Linked DNA regions of Mus musculus: region 1 is linked to region 2. The links are chromatin contacts, called in public Hi-C maps. All regions are on one chromosome and are shown on one strand. Each heading gives the region's core, a stretch centred on a gene start, on an enhancer-like site or on the middle of the called end of the contact. The rest is flanking DNA. Distances are from core to core; before and after follow the strand shown.

Region 1 (5,109 bases), core at 788-3,287, 190 kb after region 2:
ATACACTTAAACAGAGAACAGAGAGAGAGAGAGAGACAGTTCAGCACACAGCAAGATTTTCAGGTCTCCCAAGTGCAACAATACACAAGAAGCATGACTGATTGGCTACAGGACTGCTCAGTGGAAAACCATGTGCTTTAGTTTGTATGCAGGAGGCCATGGGATGATTCCTAGCACAAAGACAATTCAAGCCTGTAACAGGAGACTGAGACAGAAGGACCTTTGAATTTACAGGCTAGTTTGGGCTACATAGTGATACTGTCACAAGACCAAAATAGAAAAAGAAACCTGACTAATTGCACTCATAGATCCTAAAATCTAAAATGCGCTAGTAGCAAACTAGACTGTATGCTGTAACAGCCAATACAAGCAAATCAGTATCAATAAGTGACCAGAGATGAAGGACAGGGATTTGCAGGTGACTTGACTTCCTTTCGCTTTTTCTGTAGTGAGTGTCACTAGCATTACCTGGATGCAGTGATTATCAAAGTTTCAGACTGCTGGAGTCAGCTTAACAGACAGTTGTGCTAATAATTCCAGGTGGAACATTTTACAAGTTAGGCAAATAATGTAGTGTATACTTGGTCCCAAGTCCATTCCCCAAACCAGAGATTTGGTTTCAACTTGTAGGGCTTCCAGCTCCAGTCCCACTGTAGTGTGTCCCGCTCACCTGCAGACCCCTCTTTCTGACACAGTTTCACTATATAGCCCTGGCCTGCCCCAAATTTACCATCCTCTTTCTTTAGCTTCCCAAGTGCTGGGATTATGGTGTGCCTTATACCATATCTGATTCTAGTCTTTCTTTTCCTTCTTCTTCTTCTAACTACTGTCAGCACATTTCAGTTTTGCATTTCTGCATGTGACAAAGCTTAAGAGTTCTCAAGTGGTTCCCATCTGCTTCTATAAGAATCCACCAAGTGAATCAGTTGTTCTTTTAGAATTCTAACAGTTTGACAAGATAGACCTTGACCTTGGTGTGCTGATAGCTGTTCCTGAGAAAGCTGCGTATAAGAATGTAGTGATGTGAGGGCTGGAGAAATGGCTCAGTGGTTAACCTCACTGGCTACTGCCGCAGAGGACTTGGGCTCTGTTCCCAGCACTCACGTGGCAGCTCACAACCATCTGTAACTCCAGTTCCAGGGCATCTGGTGTCCTCCTCTGATCTCTCTAGGCATCAGGCACACACATGCAGGCAAAATATTCATATGTATAAGTAACAGTGATGCACATAAATAAACCTTTAAGAGTGGTATTTCAAAAATAAAATGACATTTATTGTTTTCTCAATAGGCTCAAGTAATCCTGTACCTTAGGCTCCTGTAGTTTAAACTACAGGAGGGCATGCCACAGCTGCTTAGATTATGGTGTTCTTAATGCTGTCTCTAACCTAAATTCCCAATTAGAAGGGCATGTGGAGAAATATGAATAAGACAATGTGATGTGACAAGGTAGAGAAGACTACCACGAGTACAGAGGATGTTTCAGGCTGCGGTATCTACTTCCACCTACTTACAAGAAGGAGCTTACCAACAGATTATGCAACCCCTCATCAACTGCAAGATGATTTTGTATCTTTTGTACTCTAGTAGACTAAAAAAAAAAAAAAGGAAGGGAGAGAAGGCAAACAGCATATAAAACAAAATGACAAGATGACAAACAAGTCTGCCACATCTGGGTGTTGTCATACTTGTTTAAAATTTATAGCTTAATGTTAAGGTAACTCTGAGGGTTTACATGAGAGTACATAGTCTGCCAGGCATGGCAGCTCATACACTCAGCTCCAGAACTCAGGAGGCAAGAACAGGCAGATCTCTGAGTGTACAAGGCTAAAGCTACATAGTAAAATACTGTCTTAAAGAGGAGAGGGAGAGAGAGAGAGAGAGAGAGAGAGAGAGAGAGAGAGAGAGAGAGAGAGAGAGAGAGCATAACGTTCAGACAATGAATGTACACCAAGAAAAAAAAAATTTAACTACCTATCCAGCAACACAACTAGTGCAGCAACATTGGAAAGCAGCCTACTGCAGCAGGAGAAGCCTGCCACCTGCTGACAGAAGGCTGCATCACGTAGTCGTTCCTGACTGATGGGGGTGTGTATTAGTCAGGCTTCTCTAGAGTCACAGAACTTATGGAATGTCTCTATATTGAGGGAATTTATTGTGATGATTTACAGTCTGTAGTCCAATTAACCCAAGAATCTAGTAGTTGCTCAGTCTTGAGGCGAGTTGTTTCAGCTGGTCTTCTGTAGAAGTAAGTAGGTTCTAACAGATGTGCTGGCAAGTAAGTACAAGCAGTTAAAGAAGAGTGACTCTTCCTGCTTCCAATGTCCTTATGTAGGCTTCCATTAGAATGTGTGGTACAGATTAAAGGCGTGTACTACCTTGCCTGGGTCTAAATTTTCATGGCCACTATGCCGCAAGATCTCCATGCCAAGATCTAATCCAGCTCAGAAACTGGTGTCTTCCAGCCTCAAGATCTGGATCACAGGCGAGCCCTCCAATTCTAGATTGTAGTTCATCCCAGATATAGTCAACTTAACAACCAGGACTAGCCATACAAGGTGTTTAGTTTGTTTGTTGTATTTAATGACTTTTGTTTGCTTATTTAATTAAATAATGTATTTATTTTAGAGACAGAGTCTCACTAAATAACCCTGGCTAGCCTGGAACTCACAAAGCTCCATTTGCCTTGGCCTCTCAAGTGCTACTGGCCAGGCCATGGCTGATACTTTAATGGGAGGAAAACAATCTCTCAGGTAAGGTACTCACACTACATTTAAATACATGGTGAAAATGCTGACGCTATCAGCCAGAGGCTTTATACGTAGTTTGGAACTAGGGGACACAGAAAAATGAAAGGGCCGCCTCACTCTCTTGGTTCTGGTTTAAATATCTTGCCTCGCTGTCTCATTACATCCATGGACTTCAACATACTGGACCAGGCCAGCTGTGAAAGACCAGTAGTCACCTTTCTGAGAAGCATCACAAACTGCTAAGTGACCAATGAACCACAGCCCAGCTCCCTGACCCGTACACAGGTAAGAAGGGTCCCTGTCATGAACCATACACAATCTAGCTCTCTGTCACCTATGTCATCGTGACCCTTCCTTCTGTTTTGGTTATATTGCTTTGGTTCTTGTTCTTCTTCCCTTCCCCCTTCTTCTTTTTGCACTGAGGCAGTATCTCATGCAGTAGCTGATGCATTATATATCCCAGAGTAGTCTAGAAATTGTAAAAATTATCCTGCTTCAGCCTCCTAAGTACTAGGATGCGCATGAGGCACCAACCTAATCTTAATAAAGTTTCCTGTTCACCCGAAAGCTTGCACAATATGTCTAGTAAGTCTCCTCTTGAAGGGCAGAATTCTTTGGATAGGAAAAATAACTATAACAGAAGAAATACCCATATCCCAATTCAAATTTAGTAGCAGATTAACCAGCTCTAAAGGCCCCAAATGATTCTCAGTCTACCAGGACTGCAAGTTTGAGGCCAGCCCTGTCTATACAGTGATTTTTAGAATAGTATGGGATACACTGCAAATACCTGTCTGAAAAATAAAGAACAGCCCTCAGGAGACTAAGACAGGAGAATCACAAATTTGAGGTCATGTGGCTGTATAGCAAGACCTTCTTTCAAAATAAAATAACGAATAAATAATTAATAATGATAAAAATCAGATAATTATGGGGGCAAATGTTCTATGGTAGATTACTTGCTTAGCACACGCCAGGACCAGAATTCAATTCCCAGCACAACCAAAATTTAAAATAAAAGTTCTTTTATGTATTCTAATTATCTCTAAATGATTTTTATGCTTAAACTACTTTTAAAGCAAGAAAAGGTAAATAAGAAAAGGATTTTGCACAAAACTATATAGGAAATATTTCAACTACTATGAAAATTAAAGCCAAGCCTTTGTGGAGATTTTATACAGCTCTAGAAGTTGAAGCTCTCTGTTCTCTCTCCCTCTCCCTCCCTCCCCACCTCTCCCTCCCATTTTCTGAGACAGTGTTTCATACAGATAGTGATAGGCTTGCACCTCTGCCCCTACTGAGCTGACAGGATTACAAGTGTGTGCCATAACACCTGGCTTATGTGGTAATGGGACTGCATGCCAGGCAAATGCTCTCCAATCGAGCTACAGTTCCAGACACGAAACTTATTTTAAATTCTGCTCCCTATTTCTAGGTTTTAGTAATGCCAATTTGGTGTGTGCTCAGAAAAAGAGAAAAACATCAGTTTAATGATTCTAAATTCATTCTGGATTTTATTAATTAACTATTTTTTTTAAAAAGCACACAAAGACTCTTCAGCAAATTAACCACTACACTTGTCATCAGAGAATGCAAACGAAAACTATATTGCAATTCCATCTTACCCCAGTGTGATGGTTTGTATATGCTTGGCTCAAGGAGTGGCACTATTAGGAGCTGTGGCCTTGTTGGAGTAGGTGTGTCACTGTGGGTGTGGGCTTAAGACCCTCACCCTAGCTGTCTGGAAGTCAGTCTTGCACTAGCAGCCTTCAGATGAAGATGTAGAACTCTCAGCTCTGCCAGCATCATGCCTGCCTAGATGCTGTCCTGCTCCCACCTTGATGGACTGAACCTCTAAGCCAGCTCCAATTAAATGTTGTCCTTTATAAGACTTGCCTTGGTCATGGTGTCTGTCACAGCATTAAAACCCTAACTAAGATTCCCCCCACCCTCAAACCCCCCATCAGAATGGCAGTCATTACAAAAGCAACAAATGCTAGTGAGGATATGAACCAAAGAGAACAACTCTTCTGCACTCTGCTAGAAATGCAGCCTAGCCCAGCACTAAGGATATGAGTATGAAGTTACCAAAACTACAACCCACTTATAACTTGGTCCCCTTTGAATGGTACAAATACTTTCAACAAAGAATTCAGGTGATAAGAGAGAGAAAGAGAGGGGGTAGGGAGGGATGGAGGGAGGGGTGGAGGAAAGGAAGGAAGGAAGGAAGGAAGGAGAGAGAGAGAGAGAGAGAGAGAGAGAGAGAGAGAGAGAGAGAGAGAGAGAGAGAGAGGAAATACAACTAATGCCTGAACTCCAGAGGTATGTCCCAATTCAAAAACATAAGAAACATTAAAAAA
Region 2 (4,654 bases), core at 21-2,520:
GAGACAGGGATTCTGTGTAGCCCTGGCTGTCCTGGAACTTGCTCTGTAGGCTAGGCTGGCCTCAAACTCAGACATCTGCCTGCCTCTGGAGTACTTAGGTTAAAGGTGTGTACTTCCAAGCCTCGACTAATTTTAAAGTTATAAAGCTTTACGGGGTCATTTTACTTTGTGAACACATTTCTCTCTCTCTCTCGATTTATTTTATTTATATGAGTCCTCTGTAGCTGTCTTCAGACACACCAGAAGAGAGCATCAGATCCCATTACAGATGATCCATTACATACCATGTGGTTGGCTGGTGGGAATTTAACTCAGGACCTCTGGAAGAGCAGTCGGTATTCTTAACCGCTGAGCCATCTCTCCAGCCCTGTGAGCACATTTCTAACACTATGTAACCCACAGTTGGCTTGAAATTTGCAAACCTCTTACTTCAGCCCCTCAAGTTGTGGCATTACACACTTGCATAAAAGAAACTGTACGTATAAAAATTAAATGAAAAAAAAATCTAGCCGGGCGTGGTGGCGCACGCCTTTAATCCCAGCACTCGGGAGGCAGAGGCAGGCGGATTTCTGAGTTCGAGGCTAGCCTGGTCTACAGAGTGAGTTCCAGGACAGCCAGGGCTACAAGAGAAACCCTGTCTCAAAAAACCAAAAAAAAAAAAAAAAAAAAAAAAAAATTCTAGAGTGAAAGTAAAAAAAATTTTGAGTAAGCAAGAAACTTAACTTCAACGTTGAATACATGAGATACCAAACCTCATGAATATGTCTTCTTGCTAAACATTTAAAAATCAAGACTGAGAGATCCCACGGAAGATTTAAAGAGTGAAGAGGAAATACGTTTATAAATAAGTAAAACTGGTAAAAAGGAGGAGTAACGATATTTCATGAAGGAAAAATAGATTTTAGAAGGAAGTGATTTGACAAAGATCGTAGGGAGAAAGGAGCAGGTTTAAGAGTCAGCCAAATCAACCCCCTGTGCACACCACTTCACCACTGCACAGGGTCTGTGTCTGTCTGCCCTACCTTGCCCTGCCCCGCCCCGTCCAGCTCCGCCCCGCCCCACCGGTCGTGTAGGCCGCGCCTTCAGCTGGGGGTCCTCTTCCTTCAGGCCAGCTCTCGAGCAGGCCCCGCCTCTCCTGTTATACAGCCCCTCCCCTCTCCGCCTCCTTTTCCTTTAGACCCGCCCCCTGATCAGGCTCCGCCCATGCCGCCTCAGACCCAGCCGGGACAGGGGCCTCAGGGTACCGCCCCGCGCTGCCGGAGGCGGCTGTAGCGTCAGGTGACAGCCCGGAAGCTGCGGAAGCGGATGAAGCAGAGAGGTGGAGGCCCGGTGGGGCTCCGCGGAGGTGAGGGAGCTGGTCGGCGGCCCCGGAGCTCGTGGCGCAGCGCGTATGCGGCGCTCAGGCTGACATCCGAAGGCTGCCGCTCTGGGTCGTGCGGCCGGGCCTCGGCGTTTGGAGTCGCGGCGGGGGCCTCCGGCGAGCGTCCATGGAGAAGTCTGGGCGTGAGAGTGACGGCGCCCCCTGCGGGCCTGTCCTGCACATCGTGGTGGTCGGCTTTCACCACAAGAAGGGCTGCCAGGTGAGGACCGGCCCGCGCCTTCTCGGCGCCCCGCGGCCTTCCTCGCGGTGTGCCTCCGGGGACTGCGCGACGAGCCGCGGGGGTTCGGGTTTAGCGGAAGAATGACGGGCGAGCCTTGTGTTCCCTGTCAGTCTCCACCAACCTGCTGGGTGTCTACCCATAAAGGAGCTCTTGAGGAAAACTCGGTGTTTGGACGCCGGCACGTTACGAGCTGTGGGTTTCCACACGAATGCTCAAGTAGACTGACGCACTTGTAAGCTCCGCTCGGCTTCCTTTGTTTATCTCTTGCGAGCCTTGGAATCTGTAGTTTGGGGTTAGCGACCGGCCCCGCCCCCTTCTCTTTGTGCCATTTCAGATTTGATCCGGCCCAGAGCTATTCTTTTGGTTAGGTTAGCCCTCCAAATCGCTTGCAGTAAGTAAAAATGTAATTTGTCAAACAGATAGTGCAAATGGAGCCAGCTTCTTAAATGACTCTTCACCCTACCGTCTGAACCGAGCGTTTGCTTTGTGTTGAAGGCAAAGGAGCAAAATAGAATAGGTTTGTTTAGCCTAAACAAACACTGGAAGCCAATGATGTCATAATGTGCTAGTGAATATATATATTGAATACTTAAGGTGTTGAAAAAAACGGATTGCTTCTAGCAGAAAACGAAGCACTTGGTTTCTTTTCTTTCACAGAGAATGTAACATTAGATTTATTTACAGAAGTTCAGTTAGTTAGAAGATAACAAAAGTAGTGAAGGGAGTGGAGAAGTGATAGCTGCGAGTGTGTGTGTCAGTGTACAGGTGTGTGTCGACTGTTACCTTCAATCTAGGTGTGGTGGCACATGGCATACATCCAGCAAATGGGAGGCTTGGGGCAAGAGAATTATCTTAAATTAGACAGGGTACTTAGACCCTGCCTCAAAAAAATAGACTATTATTTTAAGATGTTATATTCGCTTATCCTCAGAAAGATATGGAATAACACTAAAGAGAGAGTAACACTATTGTGTATGATATTAAGAAGTTTTTTTAGTACTTCCTGATTACAGCCTTTGAACTAACTAGTTGCTTTATAAGCTAGGAGTAAAGTAACAAAATGACAAAAATCATACTAAAAAAAAAAAAAGATTGCTGAGATTATACTGTTATGAAAAACAGCCCCGGAGTCAGTCAGAAGTTGTAACTTTGCATCCTGTGCCATGGGTGTTCTTGTGTGTGGTAGTATAGTCATCGTGGAAGCTTGATTCAGAACTACACTGAATGGAGGGAGCTCTGGGAAGGAAACTGGAAAACATCAGAGTTGATAGGAGATAGGGTAGTCTTCGGATTCTTGCTGTCATTTGAAAGTCAAGATTATTATGTTTCTGCCTCTCTTACTGGTTTTATTAATAGTATAGCTTTCAATAAGGGAAACAGTATATAGTGTTGCATAAAGATTAGAGAACAGAGACTGTTTAAAAACAAAGATACAAGAGCAGCCTGCATGCTATCTCATTTTTTTGCCTTTGCCTTTTGGTTTCAGCATGCAGGTACAAGTGTCTGCTTTTGTAAACTAAGTTCTGTGCCAGAAGCAGGAGGCCTGTATTAGGTTACTCTTAAGACCAGCAAATCCAAAGCTTCCTAATTTGCCCTTCTTAATTTCTTTTGTCAGATAATGTATAATTACAGTGAAGCAAACAAGTCCTAGTTGAGTTTTTCCCCAATTGATGCCTAAAGTAGCTTGATTAATCATTGATCTTTTTAAAATTATACCTACTTAGGGTATTGAAGTAACAAAGCACTAAGAACCTAATCCTAGGCTGGGGAATGTAGGTAGCTCAGTGGTAGAGTGCTTGCCTAATAAGTACAGAAGGTAGATCTTTGAGTTCAAGGCCAGCCTGGTCCACAGACTGAGTTCTAGGACAATAAGGGGTATACAATAGAGAGATCCTATCTTTTTTTTTTTTTTTTTTTTTTTTTGGTTTTGGTTTCTCGAGACAGGGTTTCTCTGTATTGCCCTGGCTGTCCTGGAACTCACTTTGTAGACCAGGCTGACCTCGAACTCAGAAATCCGCCTGCCCCTGCCTCCCGAGTGCTGGGACTAAAGGCGTGCGCCACCACGCCCAGCAGAAAGATCCTATCTTAAAACAAAGATTTATCTGCTGTCATGCTCTGCTCATTTTTTTTGGTCATGCATGAATACTTAGTTACATATTTTTACACCTCTTCCAATCCCTCTTGTGTCCCTCCCTCTCCTCAAATTTTTCATTTCATCTTTGTTACACACATGCAAGCATGTGTGCATACACACATATACATTTAACCTACTGAGTATTTAGTGTTGCTAATATTTAATGTTGCTGGTGTGTATGTGTTTAGGGTTGACTACTTGGAATAGATAACCTATCAGAGACTTGTCCCTGGAGAAGGCTGAGTCTCTATATCTCAGCTCAATGAGTTGCCTAGAGCTCTTCATCTAGGTTTGGGGCCCTTGTGAGATTTCCCCTATCTGCTTTGCCATAGCTACTGACTTCATTGTGTAGGTCTTGTTTAGAAAACCATATTGCTGAGAGTTCATGTGTACAGCTTTCCTGTTATATCTAGAAAATATTATCTCACAGATAATATCTTGTCCTCTGACTCCTAGAATCTTTCCACCCCCACTTCTACCATGTTCTCTGAGCATTAGGTGTAGGAATTGTGTTATAGATGTATCATCTACTTGGGTTGGGTACCTCATGGTCAGTTGTCCTCTGCATTTTGAACAGTTGTAGATTTCTTTTTGGGTTTTTTTTTTTTTTTTTTTTGGTTTTTCGAGACAGGGTTTCTCTGTATAGCCCTGGCTGTCCTGGAACTCACTCTGTAGACCAGGCTGGCCTCGAACTCAGAAATCCACCTGCCTCTGCCTCCCGAGTGCTGGGTGGGATTAAGGGCGTGCGCCACCACGCCCGGCTATAGTTTTAAATTTTTAAATGTTCAATAGAAAACAATTATTTTCCAAACCTTAAAATAATAATAACAATAATAATAATAATAATAATAATAATAATAATAATATTTATTGTGTGTATGATGTGCTTAGAATGGGTTATGGCCCATGTGTAGAAGTC

What was found. Hi-C and Micro-C count contacts between places; a contact is called where the count stands out from the background.
Region 1: a Hi-C map of liver shows a contact between it and region 2, with 1.9 times the contacts expected there. The contact joins the enhancer-like site here to the promoter of Avl9 in region 2. A contact is called at or near these places in 22 of 39 promoter capture datasets (the 3T3-L1 cell line, 3T3-L1-derived adipocytes, the C10 cell line and 16 more), 43 of 484 Hi-C or Micro-C datasets (the AML12 cell line, B cells, the C10 cell line and 33 more), 9 of 115 datasets of contacts at active chromatin or transcription factors (CD8 T cells, bone marrow-derived dendritic cells, bone marrow-derived macrophages and 5 more) and 4 of 9 other capture datasets (adipose tissue, liver, macrophages and 1 more).

The regions. Positions count from the first base shown.
Region 1 is chr6:56,907,079-56,912,187 of GRCm38.p6, forward strand. All of the region lies in intron 1 of Nt5c3 (5'-nucleotidase, cytosolic III), which reads right to left. Among named protein-coding and RNA genes, the nearest start is that of Nt5c3, 14 kb to the right of the region's middle. Within about 2 kb of position 2,038, at least 24 of the 459 cell types and tissues checked have an H3K27ac peak or open chromatin away from gene starts, as enhancers often do. A contact at or near this core is called in B cells, the G1E-ER4 cell line, hematopoietic stem and progenitor cells and 3 more, where this site is marked.
Region 2 is chr6:56,713,635-56,718,288 of GRCm38.p6, forward strand. It overlaps Avl9 (AVL9 cell migration associated), which reads left to right and starts at 1,271. Exons shown (of 16, transcript NM_030235.1): 1 at 1,271-1,580. The coding sequence starts at 1,488.